Linked DNA regions of Mus musculus: all the other regions are linked to region 3. The links are chromatin contacts, called in public HiCAR-type and HiChIP or PLAC-seq maps. All regions are on one chromosome and are shown on one strand. Each heading gives the region's core, a stretch centred on a gene start, on an enhancer-like site or on the middle of the called end of the contact. The rest is flanking DNA. Distances are from core to core; before and after follow the strand shown. Region 1 holds the start of Thoc5 (THO complex 5). Region 2 holds the start of Nipsnap1 (nipsnap homolog 1). Region 3 overlaps Gm11958 (predicted gene 11958).

What was found. HiCAR-type assays count read pairs that join an accessible place to other places. HiChIP or PLAC-seq counts read pairs in DNA pulled down with a chosen protein or histone mark.
Region 1: a contact with region 3 is called in a HiCAR-type map of fibro-adipogenic progenitors, with 4 times the contacts expected there. The contact joins the promoter of Thoc5 here to the enhancer-like site in region 3. A contact is called at or near these places in 3 of 39 promoter capture datasets (cranial neural crest, embryonic stem cells and hippocampal neurons) and 2 of 115 datasets of contacts at active chromatin or transcription factors (fibro-adipogenic progenitors and pancreatic cancer cells).
Region 2: a contact with region 3 is called in an H3K27ac HiChIP or PLAC-seq map of embryonic stem cells, with 4 times the contacts expected there. The contact joins the promoter of Nipsnap1 here to the enhancer-like site in region 3. A contact is called at or near these places in 1 of 39 promoter capture datasets (embryonic stem cells), 1 of 484 Hi-C or Micro-C datasets (bone marrow-derived macrophages), 2 of 115 datasets of contacts at active chromatin or transcription factors (the NIH/3T3 cell line and embryonic stem cells) and 2 of 9 other capture datasets (embryonic stem cells and macrophages).

What each region holds. Positions count from the first base shown.
Region 1 is chr11:4,894,084-4,897,079 of GRCm38.p6, forward strand. Thoc5 (THO complex 5) reads left to right here and starts at 1,260. Exons shown (of 20, transcript NM_172438.3): 1 at 1,260-1,295. Nipsnap1 (nipsnap homolog 1) reads left to right here. Exons shown (of 10, transcript NM_008698.3): 10 at 1-118.
Region 2 is chr11:4,872,549-4,875,298 of GRCm38.p6, forward strand. It overlaps Nipsnap1 (nipsnap homolog 1), which reads left to right and starts at 1,403. Exons shown (of 10, transcript NM_008698.3): 1 at 1,403-1,555. The coding sequence starts at 1,458.
Region 3 is chr11:4,301,196-4,304,133 of GRCm38.p6, forward strand. Gm11958 (predicted gene 11958) reads left to right here. Exons shown (of 4, transcript NR_166831.1): 3 at 1,876-1,993; 4 at 2,276-2,938. Among named protein-coding and RNA genes, the nearest start is that of Gm11958, 17 kb to the left of the region's middle. Within about 2 kb of position 1,291, at least 121 of the 459 cell types and tissues checked have an H3K27ac peak or open chromatin away from gene starts, as enhancers often do. A contact at or near this core is called in the NIH/3T3 cell line, embryonic stem cells, fibro-adipogenic progenitors and 1 more, where this site is marked.

The sequences.
Region 1 (2,996 bases), core at 10-2,509, 590 kb after region 3:
AGTAGGTTGTGATTCTGGGGTCTCTTCAATGACCCCGGTACCTCATGAACCCCTGCTTAGCATGGTTGTGCTACCATCCAGGAGAATGTTGATGGAACCAAATTAAATATTTACTGTACGTTGTGGTGTTGTCTTCATCTACAAGGAATCTCAGTAGTTGTCTAAGGCAGGGCAGCTTCCAGTTGGCTGAGGGTTACACTGGCTTTGATCTCTTAGGGAGACCGTCTTCATCTTCGTCCCAGAGCAAGAAAAGGAGCTGTTTCGGCGCCACAAGGTATTCAATGTTCATGTTTGCAGACAACCAGAATTTACTCCAGAAATGCCAGGCATAGGAAACATCTGAAGCTTACAGGTACTGCACTAGAGTCTTGGGGGAAAATAAAAAATCAAAACAAAACAAAACAGTGAAGCAGGAAGCAGGTGTAATATAGGATTATGCCCCTGCCTCAGTTCCTTTCTGGGTGTAGTGACTCCGATAGTATCAAGAAGTTAGAGTGGGGGGGGGGGGCGGTGGTGGCACACGCCTTTAATCCCATCACTTGGGAGGCAGAGGCAGGCAGATTTCTGAGTTGGAGGCCAGCCTGGTCTACAAAGTGAGTTCCAGGACAGCCAGGGCTATACGGAGAAACCCTGTCTCAAAAAACAAAAACAAGGGCTGGTGAGATGGCTCAGTGGGTAAGAGCACCCGACTGCTCTTCTGAAGGTCCAGAGTTCAAATCCCAGCAACCACATGGTGGCTCACAACCATCCGTAAAGAGATCTGACTCCCTCTTCTGGAGTGTCTGAAGACAGCTACAATGTACTTACATATAATAAATAAATAAATCTAAAAAAAACAAAACAAAAATTTAAAGAAGAGTCAGGCATGGTGACACCTGCCTAAGTCCAGCGAGTCCAATGCAGGCGGATCGTAGTGACCAGCCTGATCTATATAGCGTTCAAGACCCGCAAGTGTGCTATGTAGTGAGGCCCTGAACAAAGTCAGAAGACAAAATCCACTCCTGTTCAAATGATAGCACAGCGACACTTGTGCTTTCTTGAGATACCACAAACTCACTCGAGTGAGTCGGCGGAGGGCCCACTAATTCACACTCCGGTGAAGGGGCACGAAGCACAGACTTGGACATTATCGCCCCAGTTTCCCAACTTAATAGAACTAGACTCGCCCCTTCCTTGCTTCCCAAGCTGCATCTGGCCTTCGTGTCTCACTTCCGGCCTGTGGCTCTCTTCTTCCGCTTCTCTATGGTCGCGAGCCGGAAGTGGCTACCCGGCTGGAAGGCGTGAGGAGCATTCTGGTGAGCGAGGGTAGAGGGCTGCTGGCTGGGGCTGCAGGTCCTCGCTGGGCGATCCGGGCTTGATGTGCAGACGGCACGGAGCGTGTCCGCGGGCTGGGGTCCTCACCTGTCGGGGTCCCCCAGGCTCGTGGCGGTTTTCTAGGAACTAACCGGAGCAGCATCCTCTGTCCCCATTGTAGTCTCCCGAGAGTGCTGCTGCTGGTGGTGACCCTCGTCGATGGTCCTCTTGGGCGTGTGGCAAACGCTCCTGGGTGGCGGTTGGCTTTCCCGGGTTTTCCGTGCCACCCTTGTGGGTTTTGTCAGATGAGTCCGCCACTCGTTTACCTGTCACCGGCAGCCTCCTGCGGTCCTCTGAGAGAGGCGTTACCATCGTCGCGCCGCACCAGACTCCAAGGAGTCGCAGAAAAGAGCTTTTATTGCTGGAGCAGAAAGGCTGAGAGCGCGAAGTGCGGACGTTACAAGGGCAAAGAAGCTTGGCTTGGCTTTTCTTTATGTTGTCCGCTCTATTTCCTAGCTAGCTGGCTGGACTTAGTGTATTTGCTTCATTAAATATTTTGCTTATCTTAATTTCTAAGAAAAGGAAAACAAGAATTTTTTTTCTTAAGTTATACTGCAAAGGGCTCGGGCAGTAAGAAGAGGTGCCACCTGCTCCGTTTTAATGAAGATTTTAAATGCAGTCACTATAGTCCTGTCTGTCTGGCAGCTTCTGTAGTCCAGGTTGGCTTCACATTGGTAAAGATCCCTCTGCCTCAGTCACTCAAGCTCTGTGATTCCTGATATTTACCACTATCCTGTCTCACAGCCCATCCGCCCCTCCCCCCTTTTTTCTTGGAGACGAGATTTTATTATGTAGCCCAAACTGACTTTTGAACACATTATATAGCAAAAGCTGATCTGGAACATCTCGTCAGCCAGCTCTCAGTCTGACCTGTTCTCATTGCAGGCATGTCCCGCCACACAGTTTTATGCAGTCCAGGAGATCAAACACAGGCGTTTGAGTATGCTAGGCCAGCACTCTACCAGCTGAGTAATATTCCCAACTTCACAGTCACTTTTTAAACCTATAGTTACTTTGGTAGAAGAAAACTTGGGTCTGGTCTGCATGCCATAAATAGGAAATGGCTTCCACTTGTCTTATGATATTGATATAACTGCATAGTATACATAGTATGATGAAAACATTTATTAATAAATTCTGTCTTGGTTTCCTTGTCTAAGATTCTGAGAGAGAATCCATTTCTTTTTAAATTATTTTTATTTTATGTACATCGGTGTTTTGCCTGCGTGCGTGTCCGTGTGAGGTGTTAGATCTTGTAGTTACAGTCAGTTGTGAGCTGCCACGTGGATGTTGGGAATTGCAGCTGGATCCTCTGGAGGAGCAGTCGATGATGCTCTTAACTTCAGAGTCATCTCTCCAACTTGAGAATCTATTTCTCACAAGAACCTTGGTGTTTGTAAATATTAACAATAAACTAGGAAACTTGAAGTAATTAGACATTTCGTTTGTGATTTTTGTCTCACTGTGTAGACCAGGCTGTCCTCAACCTCACAAAGATCCACTTGCTTCTGCTCTCCACTCCTGGAGTGCTGAAATTAAAGGCATGCGCCCTCACAGCTGGCCAGAAAAATGACAGCACAGCACTGTGACCCGTAGCTATAATCTCAGCACTGTTGAGGCTGAGGCAGAGGGGTCTCCAGTTT
Region 2 (2,750 bases), core at 153-2,652, 570 kb after region 3:
ACCCTGTTGTCTGACCCACGGACTGGGTCACGTTAGTATAAGCCCAAAGACCTTAGTTCGATTCCCAGCACCACAGCAGGAGAGGTTGCTTGTAATCCCAATGTTGGGGAAGCATAGACAAGGAGATCCTTGGGGCTCACTTGCCAGTAGCCTAGCTGATGGAGGGGGCGGGGCATGGCTAACATCTCTGCCTTGGAGGTTTCAGTCAGCAGTGATTGGAGTGATTTGTCTGCTCCACCAGGCCTTGGCTGCCAAGAAGTACAGATAGGACTTGTTCAGCCAACCTTTGCTGTCTCAAGATCTTAGATGAGACCTAACTTGCCAGACTCACAGTTTGAAGCACTCCGGAAGTTAGTTATACCGGCTGTAAATCCCCTGCACCGAATTACAGTCGGTGGCTTGGCATCCTCCCCCACCCCACTCCCCCGTTGGTGTGTCTCTGTCCCTGTGTCCCCCAGGGGATCAGAAGGGATCCATCTCTGTGTGGGCTGAGAAAGCAAATATAGAGCCTCCAGGTGAATAGACAGTGAAGAGAAAATGTTTTTTGTTTGTTGTTTTAATTCCGTAGTCTCTTTTTGTTGTTGTTTTGTTTTGTTTTATTTTGTTTTTCGAGACAGGGTTTCTCTGTATAGCCCTGGCTGTCCTGGAACCCACTTTGTAGACCAGGCTGGCCTCGAACTCAGAAATCCGCCTGTCTCCCGAGTGCTGGTATTAAAGGCATGCGCCACCACTGCCCAGTTCGTCTCAGCCTCTTAAGTGCACCATCACACTCGGGCTTTGGAGAAAGAGCATCCTGCTTGCTCAGAGTCTTGTCCATCTGTTTTAAATGGTTAAAGAGACAGTTCTGCCTTTAAAAGCTCTTGGAGGAGACCTGAGTTTGGATCCCAGTACCCATTAGAGTGCCTCAAAATCTCCTTTAAACTCCAGTTCCAGGATATTTGAGGCTTCTGGACCCCCCCCAGGCTCTCTCTCTCTCTCTCTTTTAAAAATTGTTATAGATTTTGTTCTTTTGAATAGACAAATATTGTCTGTTGATGCCTTGACACAGAAGAACACAAGATGTAGACAGAACATTTGCCAAGCCATGTGTGAGGTCCTGGGCTCCACCTCCAGCACCCAAGGAGGAAGGGAACTCACATAGTTTGTGAACAATTTTAGGGGTATAAAGACTGTCTTTAGTTTATCCTCAGAATGTCCAGGACATACAACCCTGCGATTATCGAGATGAATTCCCAGGTACAGAGGGGAAAAGGTCGTTGAAGAGAACAGAACTAGTTAGCTGCAGAGTTTCAAGAGCTCGGAGGTGTGGGTATGGACTGTGCAACTGTAGAGTTGGGGGACTCCCACCTGCTTGTGTTTGAAAGGGAAGCTGGCGAGGGGAGGGCGTGGTTTTCTCTAGTCCTGCCCCCAGCCACTGGGCTGAGGCGTGGCTTTCCTCCAACCTGCTCCGGTCCAACATGGCTCCGCGGTTGTGCATCATCTCTGCAGCGGCACGGCGGCTATTCACGAAGCCGAGACCCCGTGCTGGGGACCTCGCGGCTGCGGGTGCTGTGCGGTGAGAGGCCGACGGGGCTGACTGCGTGCCCGGAACAGGAGCAGGGGAGGGGGCTGGAATGAAAAACAGACTCTCGGATTTGGAATTGAGGGGTTAGAGGCAGAGAGCTACCAGGATGTAGGCCTGAGGCTGAGAAAGAATGGGGAAGGTGAAAAGGTATGGGGATGGTTTTGGTTTTTAAACAGGTTCGTACTACATGTGATTCGACCTCGGAATCTTCTTGCCTCTGCCTCCCAGATAGTGAGGGTGTGCACTACCATGCCTAGCTGGGCAGGTTCTTTGTCCTGTTTGGGACCTGGATCTGGGCTGAGAATAAAAAATGAGGTGAGTGGGAGGGACAGGTTTTGAGCCCTGGATCCCGGACGAAGGCAGAGGATATTGGCAGCCTTTTGCCTGGCCTTTGTGGTTTAGCACGCGCTGGGGTCTTCTGAGCCAGCAGAAAGTTTTGGAAGGAGAGGAGGACTGGGGGTACGGTGGGAATTCCCAAAGTGATTCCGCACCCTGCTTTGTACAGGTGGGTCAACAGAGTGGGGTGGGAGCTGTTCAAGGTCAGCGTCCGTGCCATGTGGAGGCAGCTCTGGATGTTAGGACCCAGGTCTTACGATGCACTCTGCACTTTGTACCACGGCTGGTGGCCTCCTAGGAGAGAGGCTCAATTCTGGCTTTGGAGAGCTTGGCTTCCTTCCCCTGACTGGCTCTGGGCTGCTCCTCCCTCCTCGATGCCACGCCCGGTGCTACCCCCATCTCTGCACCTATCACCCGGAGCACTTCTGACCCTGCTCTCCTGTTTCCCCAGCCCCACACCCTCACAAGTTTTAGGACAGGGTTTGTGCAAAAAGCATTAGCTAAAGAAGTGGAACACCTGCCCTCACACCTGTGGAAAGGGACCTGCGTTACTCCTGCCCCAGCCCAAGAATGTGGCCATGGAGTTCCGTTAGATCGCTGTGCACATTAGGAAAGCACGGATAGAAGAGTTGGGACGCGTGCCCTTCACTTCCGTGCTGGGTAATGAGAGAGAAGCCGACAATGGGAAAAAAGCCTAGAGTGTACCTTGTAAACTCAGCCTTTTCTGGAGGGATGACCTTGGGTAGGAGGAGAAAATAGGATGTGTCTGATAGCCTTGTTTTCTATTGCTAGGAAGAGAACTCAGGAGTTTAGGTATGCTAGGCTAATGTAGTGCTCTCTCCACCAAGTA
Region 3 (2,938 bases), core at 41-2,540:
ACCTAAGGCAGCAAAACAGAACAAGTTCCCTCCCCGCGTGTGGAGCTTCACCGACTGACCCAGACTCTGGGAGGCAGGTGCCCTCGCCTCTTTTTCTGACCGAGAATCTGAGACTCAGCTGTTGTCTGTGTTTTCTCCACAATGGGTGGCTAGAGACCTGTTCTGTACCAGTGTCGGCTGACCTGTACAGTCTATGTGAGACAGACTGTCAGCTTTTTTTTTTTTAAGATTTATTTTATGTATGTGAGTACACTGTTGCTGTCTTCAGACTTCAGACACACCAGAAGAGGGTGCTGGATTCTATTGCAGATGGTTGTGAGCCACCATGTAGTTGCTGGGAATTGAACCCAGGTCCTCTGGAAGAGGAGTCAGTGCTCTTAACCACTGAGCCATCTCTCCAGCCTGACTGTCAGCTTTAAACAGAAGTTAGTCCTGTGCAAAGTCCTGGGCTCTGTGTGGTCATCAAAGGGTAGGTCATGTTGTTGTTTCACAGAGCCTCATAAGGCTCCTGGAGAGAAGAGCTACCAGGGATGTGTGAAAACCAGGGTACAGCTTGGTACGGTGCACATGGGACATACCAAGGGACTGTTTCATCTCTTGACAAATCCAACACAAACCCAGAAAGGCATCTGTGTTAGGAAGGATGGGTGTGCATGTGCGAGAGTGTGTTTTCATAAGTGTAAAGGTTCATGTGTGTTAAAGTGTGTGTGTGTGTGTATGTGTGTGTGTACACGTGTGCCTAAGAGTATGAGGGTAAATATTTGACAGGATCTTGTATAGCCTAGGCTACCCTTGGCTTTGGGATGACCTTGAACTTCCTATCCTCTGCCTCTGTCCTCTACCCCGTGGACTAGAGGCAAGTGCTACCGTGCCCAGATGTCTAGTTTGTGTTACACTGGAACTCCAATCTAGGGTTTTGTGTATGCCAGTGCATTCCCGTGGGAGGTGGGCCTCCAGCCCCAATTTTGGTTTTGTTTTGGTTTTTTTGCTTGTTTGTTTGTTTTGTCTTGTTTTACTGTGTAGCCCTGTCTGTCCGGAAACTATGTAGATCAGGCTAGCCTCGAAACTCTCAGAGATCCACCTGTCTCTGCCTCCCCAGTTCAGGGATTAAAGGTGTGCATCACCACGCCCTGCCCCCATAAATCTTTTAAAACACACTTATCTTTACAATCAATCAAGAGGCAGCAGGCAAGCATGCAGATGCAGATCCAGTCCTTAGTGGTAGCCACTCCCTCTTAGGCCCACAGCCTCATCAGGCCCAGCTTCCTGGGCCTGGTTGCTCTGGGCCCACAGCTGGCTCTGTACCTCAGGGAGTGGCCCTGTTCTATCCAGGGCAGATTAACTTCCCTGGGACCGGCTTTGTTTTGGCTCAAGAAGTAACAGCAGAGGCTGAGAGCTGAAAGCAGAGGCCTCTCCCTCCCACCCTGGGGCCTGGCTCTGTTGAAAACCTTTGATTTAGGCTTCTCAATTTGCTTTCCCTGGCTGGGTGTCCTGGGCAGAGGGGAAACACCTAGGACTTCAGCTATTTTGTCTGCTGCAATTTAGGAGAGGGATTTGATATCTAAGTGGAGGAGGTTCCAGCCGCAGCAACAGCAGCAGCGGCGGCGGGTCTAAGCTGTTTGTTTGTGGAGTACAGGGTGGGTGGGGTAAGGCTAGAACACTGTAATTGGAAGCAGGAGGCTAGAAGCTGACACTTCTGCAGATAAAAATTCTCTGCTGAGGGTCCGGCTTGTGTGATAGTGTGAGGGAGCCCGCTCTTGTGCGTGTGATCTGCCAAGGCAAGGCTGTGTTCGCTTAAATCTGGGTTTAAAACATTCTCCCTCTCTTCACCCTGGATTCTTTTTTCATTGACACATTTCTTCATTGACTCCTTAGGGATCATGAAGATCTTGCGTGTCAACTCTGAAGCCCTGCAGCACGTGCCTAGCCAGCTGCAAGACCTTTTCGGAGGAGCCACCAGCAGGCTTCCTGAAGGCCAGGCTGCAGCTCTCAGGTGTCTGCCATTGTCTCAGTCCCTGCCCCGGGTCTGCCACTTGGCACACAATAGGCCTTGTACATATTTGTCAGATGAGTGAAGAGTGAGGTCACTCACTACTGCTCCGGGTACACGGCCGAGCTAGACAGCCACAGTTCAGAGATCCTTTGAGTCTTTGAGCCAAAAGTATTTTGAGCCAATCCCAACTTCCCCCTGAATGCCATCCCCGGAACGATACTGAAGAGGTATACCAGGAAAGCCCTGTGATTATGTGAAGGTGGACATTATGTGTCTCCACAGGCCTGCAGCCAAGCTGAAAACAGTTCTCATGACTATGTCTCATCCCGGAAAGAAGATCCTTCATGGCATGGTCGCTTTCATCTCATCATGAGCTGAGTGTCCAATACTTACTGAGATGTGGTCCCCACGTTAAAGAACTTTAGAAATTGTAAGGCCGCGTGCACCCCTGCCCATACCTTGATGTTCCAACCCCCTTGGGTACCAAGAAGGACAGGAAGATAGAGAAAATGATGGTGACGTGGGAGGAGGAAGGAGCCCCTCACCCAGGCTTAAGCTCCTCACCAACTAAGGATCAAGAACTCCAGCACCATTAGCAACATTTGCTTAAGGTCATTCCCCCTTCCCAGCTAGAAGCCTACAATTTTCTAGGACTCTAACCAGAAGCCTCATTTACAGTAAAAGACACATTCTAAATCCCTTGTGCAACTCCAGTGGCTTCTGGTTTTTACCTTATCAGATTATAATCCCACCCTATAATCCATTTACCAAAAAGAAAAAAGAAAAAAGAAAAAAAAAGGCTTCTTAGCAACCTTTGAGATGTACTGAGAACCGCCGAAAGCGTCTGCACAGCAAATGCTGGCGCTTGACTTGACCCTTTCTTAAGCCCACACCACACTCTTTAGTGTGCCTTATTCTTTCCTTAAATAAAACCTTCCTCTTTGT